Linked DNA regions of Mus musculus: region 2 is linked to region 1. Evidence: chromatin contacts called from public HiChIP or PLAC-seq data. All regions are on one chromosome and are shown on one strand. Each heading gives the region's core, a stretch centred on a gene start, on an enhancer-like site or on the middle of the called end of the contact. The rest is flanking DNA. Distances are from core to core; before and after follow the strand shown. Region 1 holds the start of Rbp1 (retinol binding protein 1, cellular). Region 2 holds the start of Esyt3 (extended synaptotagmin-like protein 3).

Evidence for each region. HiChIP or PLAC-seq counts read pairs in DNA pulled down with a chosen protein or histone mark.
Region 2: an HNF4G HiChIP or PLAC-seq map of pancreatic cancer cells shows a contact between it and region 1. The contact joins the promoter of Esyt3 here to the promoter of Rbp1 in region 1. A contact is called at or near these places in 1 of 39 promoter capture datasets (liver) and 1 of 115 datasets of contacts at active chromatin or transcription factors (pancreatic cancer cells).

The regions. Positions count from the first base shown.
Region 1 is chr9:98,421,567-98,424,508 of GRCm38.p6, reverse strand. It overlaps Rbp1 (retinol binding protein 1, cellular), which reads right to left and starts at 1,548. Exons shown (of 4, transcript NM_011254.5): 1 at 1-1,548.
Region 2 is chr9:99,356,817-99,359,834 of GRCm38.p6, reverse strand. It overlaps Esyt3 (extended synaptotagmin-like protein 3), which reads left to right and starts at 1,305. Exons shown (of 23, transcript NM_177775.3): 1 at 1,305-1,784. The coding sequence starts at 1,446.

The DNA.
Region 1 (2,942 bases), core at 299-2,798:
CCCCCCTGGGAGTTCTTCAAACGCCTCTTGAGTGTTGAAAACGCGTCTCCTTCAGGTTTGCTAGCGTCATCAAGGAAGAGGCCATTTACAGGCCTTTGTCTAAAGCTCAGCATCCGTGGCCTGGCCAGTTCCTAGGAAGCTGATGTTTTAACTCTAGGGATGAAGAGCAGAGCAACTACCCACAGCTCTCCCAGGAAATGATGCGAAGTTGGTGGTATTAAATATGCACTGGACAAGAAAGCGCTCCAGGTGAACCCATGCACGGTGGTGGTCAGAGACCCAAGGCTTTTTGCGCGTGTGGACTGACACTATTCTGCGGGATCGTGTGGTTCTGTCTTCTTCCAGGAAAGGAAAGCACAGACCTTTTCTGGAATTTACAGTTTGTGGTTTTTTTTTTTTTTCAGTTAATATATTCTGGGCCCTTTCCATACCTGTGCACGGAAAGACTCCCCAGTATTTCTGTAAGCTTCTATTACTAGCTTCAGCTCCTATTTACCTGGGTCGGGGAGGGGGTGGGGGAGGGGGTGGGCGTGTTCCGTGGCTTCTGATCCTTGTTGCCATTGGCAACAGTAGCAGTGAAGACCTTTATCCCTTCTCACCTGCTACCTGTGTGTTACAAAGAGATGACATTCAGTGTCTGACCTTTTGACCTACTAAAGACTAAATATTTCTTTAAATTCCCCCCCTCCCCCCAACAGATCAGAGCCTAGGAGCCTGTGGAATGAGATCTGGTATGCTTTCTTCTCAGTGCAGAACCATGCCTCCCCCAGCTAAATGACTAAAGGGCACACCATCAGGGTAGGCAAGTGTCCTCTGGGAGAAAGGTTGGAATTTTAGCCCTCCTTACTCTCTCAGGGACTCTCTTGCTGAACACCAGGGACTCTCATCCTCAGCCTTATCGAAATGAATCTTAGAAGATTTTCAGTAGCACTGCTGGTCCTGGTCCCCTAAAGTTCTGCAAAGATATCTCCAGATATTTTTAAGTTCTGGGGTTAGAAAACACACACACACACACACACACACACACACACACACACACACACCCACCCTGGTTGAGGGCCACAGTTGGATTCCCATCACAGCCTTGGTCTGTCCTTTGTCTGCTCTGGCATGCTCAGGGCATCCGATTGTTATCTAGATCCTGGCCCTGTGTCCCCTCCCCAGTTAGTACAGAACTCAGGTTGGGCAGTCAAGACTGCCTGTCCCAGGCCTGTGTAAGGTAAAGGTGTGGGAAGCCACTTCTTCAGGCACTTTGGCCCAAATCATCTAGTGTAAGACATTGTGTGAGGGGCAGCCAAGGCACACAGCTTCGTTGTCATCCTGATTCACTGGAATGGAGGTTTGGGTCTCTGGAGGCTTGAAAGCTAAGCAAACGTTTCTTCCACCATCCACTCCCCAACAAGTCCAAAGTCCTTCATCCTCTCCAGCCACTTCCCTTTGTGCCCTGAGATGAACCTCCTGAGATGGTTTATGCCAAAGTCTCATGTAGTGCTTGACACACAGTAGGGACAGTAAGCCCTGGTCTGTTGCTGAGCTGAGAGTGGATCCTTATGTTCTGGACAGAGGTTGCTCCAGGTCTCTGCTATTCATCAGGGAGGACACAGCTCTAGCCACTCCTTCTTCCCCTGACCACTTTGGCCATCTCCTGGTCTCTCGACCTTTACTCTGAGCTGGTTTGCTGAGCACACAGCACACTAGTCAGTTAGTTTACCGTCTCTGCCTGTCTCTTTGTCTAGTGCCCTAAATAGATCCAAGAGCTCCCGCTCTTCTAGATCTCCTAGGAGGCTTTCTGTGGTAGTCGGGGTATCACCTGTGGATGGTGACCCCTTTGTGGGGAAGGGGGCGGTGGTGTATGTGTCAAATGACCCTTTCATAGGGGTGGCCTAAGACCATTGGAAAACACAGATATTTACATTACAATTCACAACAGTAACAAACTTACAGTTATAAAGTAGCAACGAAATGTGATTGTGTGTGGGGGTGGGGTGGGGGGTGGGTTCACCACAACATGAGGAACTGTATTAAAGGGTCGCGGCATTAAGAAGGTTGAGAACCAGTGAGTTAGGCTTTCTCTTGTTGTGATAAAACAAAGGCAACTTATAGAAGGGTTTACTATTGGCTTAGAATGATATGAGTCTGTTGCTGTCGTGTGGGGAGCATGACAGCCTACAGGCAGGAATGGCTCTGGGGCAGTCTTCAATGGGGTATCTATACCACACAGCCCTCCTCCTAAGACTCTGAAGACGGGACAGAAAGACTGTAAGAGCCAGAGGCAGAGGATAACTACACATGTCTCTATCAGGAAGTCAGAGCAGTGGGCACTGAGGATAAAGGTGAAGAGAGGACTTTGAAATGTGAAAGCCTGCCTCCCACACACTCTGCCCATTCATCCTCCAATGATTCAGTACCTCCTGGGGGCGATACCAACCTGGGAACCAGGAAGGTAAACATCTGCAACTACAAGGGTCATAGCTGCTGACTGTTCTTGTTGCAGCATCAGATTGCCTGTGTGGGCTTTAGGGCAGACCCCCTGTTTTGAGTTACTGCAGTGCAAAGCACTCCATGGATGCTGTGGGCACTACGTTGGCTCTCTGTCTGCTGATGCTCCTTCTGCTCACTGGATTCTGTAAGAGCTGGTTTCAAGTGCTCTTCTGTGTGACTCAGGGGTTACCTGTGATGTGTAATCACAGAGAAACAACGGGGGAGAGAACATCAGAGATGGGAGGCCTCTGGGGGGTGCTGGGGATCAAGGAGAGCTCCTTAAAGAAGGTGACTCTTGCTAGAGCTTCAGGTCAGGCAGAATCAAGGGAGTGTCAAGGGGGTCCAGGGGAGGGTGAGCATGGAGTGGGAAGGAAAGAAGAGAGGAGGGGGGAGTTAGGGGACAGTCAGCAAGCAGAGGGAATAAAGGGGCAGGCTTGTTTATGGCAGCCTGCAATAGATAC
Region 2 (3,018 bases), core at 56-2,555, 940 kb before region 1:
CAAAGGCACTTGGAAGGAGGGGCTTTGTGGTTGATATCCCAGGGTAGCCTGAGAAGAAGATGACCAAGAGCAGAGGAAGGAGATTCAGGTATTCTGACCTCCGGCAGCATTCCCATTGTTGTAAAACCTTACTCTGATAAATAAGTTTTTGGAGATTTATTCTTAATTTAAAATTATATGTATGAATGTGGTATCCAAGACCATCCCCTGGAGCTGGAGTTATTTGAACTTGGCGAGCCTCTTGTATGTGCTGGGACCTGAATTAGTGTCCTCTGCTTGAGCAGTAAGAGTTCTAGCCGAGGAGCCATCTCTCCAACCCCTTGCAGCAAGTAATTTTATCCAGAGGAAGAGATAGGAAGCGGGGAAGGGTGCAAGAAAGAGAACACACTCATCTTTTGATTGTTCATGGGGCTAAGCCTTTCAACGATTGTGGAAAGAGAATGAAATTACCCCAAATCAGGCCTGTTCTCCTCTTGACTCTGTCTCACCATCCGTCCATTTCTGTGATCTCCTGTATAGGCGCCTACAATCTGTGCCATCCGCAAGGTGAGTCACTGTCTGAATTTACGGAGCCTTGCTTCTCTTGGTCTGATCGTTCGGCCTGGGCGACACGAAAGCAGAAGGCTCATAGATTCCGAAGCACCTCAAGGCTGGCTTCCTCTTTCTTTTTCCATTCGCAGGTCGCTTGCCCTCTCTGGGTGCACCAAGAGAGAGTAAATGACTATGAGTGAAGATGGCCGGTTTCCTGGACGCTCCCAGTCCCAGAAAGGAAAGGCACTGACCAACTCCCCTGCAGACAGGGTTTTTAAAATGACGCTGAGGATGGGAGTGGGGGTGGGGTAGAGAATGGTCCCTAAGCTCAGTTTGACTGTGCTGGGAGCTGGGTCCAGATGGCTTAAGTAACAAATAGTTTAAGAGAGAAAAGCAAGGCTTTAAGGACCAGCTGGGAGTGGTCCCAGACTTTGGGTCAGATCCAACGCAGTGCTGGCCTAGGACACCCCGCAAAAAGTCCAGATGATACTGTGTGTAAGGAACAGGTTTTAGGTGATGTTTACCCGTGTTGGGTTGATGTGAAGAGTAACGCTTAGCTCACCCCAAATGACAACTGCACCCCTTCTGTTGACATTTATGCCAGACAGTGGGATCCCAGGATGCCCTCAAGGCCTCATCGGGTTGACCCCGCCCCTTTTCACCTGGGCACGCCCCTGGTGGCGGAGACTTCCGGATTTCCCTGCCTGCCAGAGCTCCACCCCTCTGGCCTTATGCCCAGACTCCGCAGTCCGGAGCTGGTAGAACCCGAGCTCAGAGCTTGGAGAGGCTGGCGGAGCAGGAGCTGCGCGGCTGCGGAGTCCTCGTGCCTTGAGGACAGATGTGCGCCGGCATAGGGGGTGCACCAACCTGAGCTGGGGTGAAGCTTCTAGAGAGGACAAGCCGGCGACAGCGAGATGCAGCCGGAGGAGCCCTGCGCCCCGAGCGCGCCCGGCGGTCCTGACGTCCCGGAGAGAGGCCAGCGCTCGCGGGACCCCGGACCGCGCCTGTCGGGCCAGCTACTGCCCGAGCTCTACAGCTTCGTGGCGCGCGTCCTTTTCTACCTGGCACCGGTCTACCTGGCGGGCTACCTGGGGCTCAGCGTCACCTGGCTGCTGCTTGGCGCCCTGCTCTGGATGTGGTGGCGCCGGAACCGCCGCGGGAAGCTGGGGCGCTTGGAGGCCGCCTTCGAATTCCTGGAGCACGAGCGCGAGTTCATCAGCCGTGAGCTGCGGGGCCAGCATTTGCCAGCCTGGGTAAGCCGGGCCCGGCGGAGGGCTGTGGGTTTCCGAGGGGGGAGCTGGGGCGTACTCCCGGGTCTTCACGCAAGGGCCGGGCTTCAGAGAAGAGTCGGAGGTGGGACACACCCAGGATCAAAACTGGGCGTCCAGGACTCCGCAAAGTTGCTCGCGTAGGAAACAGGGCGCTTCTTCCACCCGCCTGTTGATTTAAGAACTAGCGAAGGGCGTGACACGTATATAGACACATACAGCAGTGACAGGAGCACAGGGCTCTGGTCGCCTTCAGCCGAGAGCTGGCAGGAGTGCTCCGCAGAGCAAGCCGGGATACTGCGTGGACCACTGTCCTCTCCCTTCTTATGCCATGGGCTTGAGCGGGCCGTGTGCACACTCGTAGTCCAGAGACAAACCCGCTTCCTGGTGGCGGTTGGCATGGCTATGGTTTCTCAAATGCATCTGGTCCTGAGAACCCCACCTGGTTCACGTAAAAACAAAATCTGTACCCCCAGCTTAATTCCTCGGGTGGGGAACAAGGACGTTTAGGATTGGATGTTTCGCAAACATTGACCAAAGGAGTCCGTTTCAGAGGGTTAGTGTGTGACAGATCTGCCCCCTGGAGCTGGAGGCTTCTGCTTCCCTGAGTATCTTGTATCTCAGACTCCCAGGGGAGATATGCGGAGGCCCCCCCAGACTCCTAATTTCGGCTGGCTTGAATGTTTTGCGTGTGGCCTGAACTCTAAAACGCAGCTGAATCTATGAGCATCACACCTGTCTGTGATTGAGAAGAGAACGTTAGCATGGCTTATTAATCTCATTTGGAAATTAAGTCTTGCCTGTATGTAGTTTGTTAAGGCCATTGCAGCAAAGTACCACAGATGTGGTGGTTTGGACAACAGAAACTTAGTATCCTGTAGGTGATTAGTTCAAGATCACCATATCTAGGGGTCCATTCTGAGTCTGCTATCTCTCTCTCTCTTCTGCCCGCGGCTGACTTCTGACTTCCCTCTGTGTACCTGTGCCCAAGTGTTTATTTTGCATACAAGAGTATCAAGGCATTCAAATCCATTCTAATGAGCTTATTTAAACTTAGATCTGTCAAGATGTTCTCTAATGCAGTCACATTCTGAGGTTCTGGGACACAGAACACGTGCATTTTGGGAGAGAAGGTTCGGTTTATCCCATAGCACTAATGTGTGACTCAGCAGGAAAGCTTTGTAGACAGGAGTATATGTATTTGGGTCGAGGGGGCCAA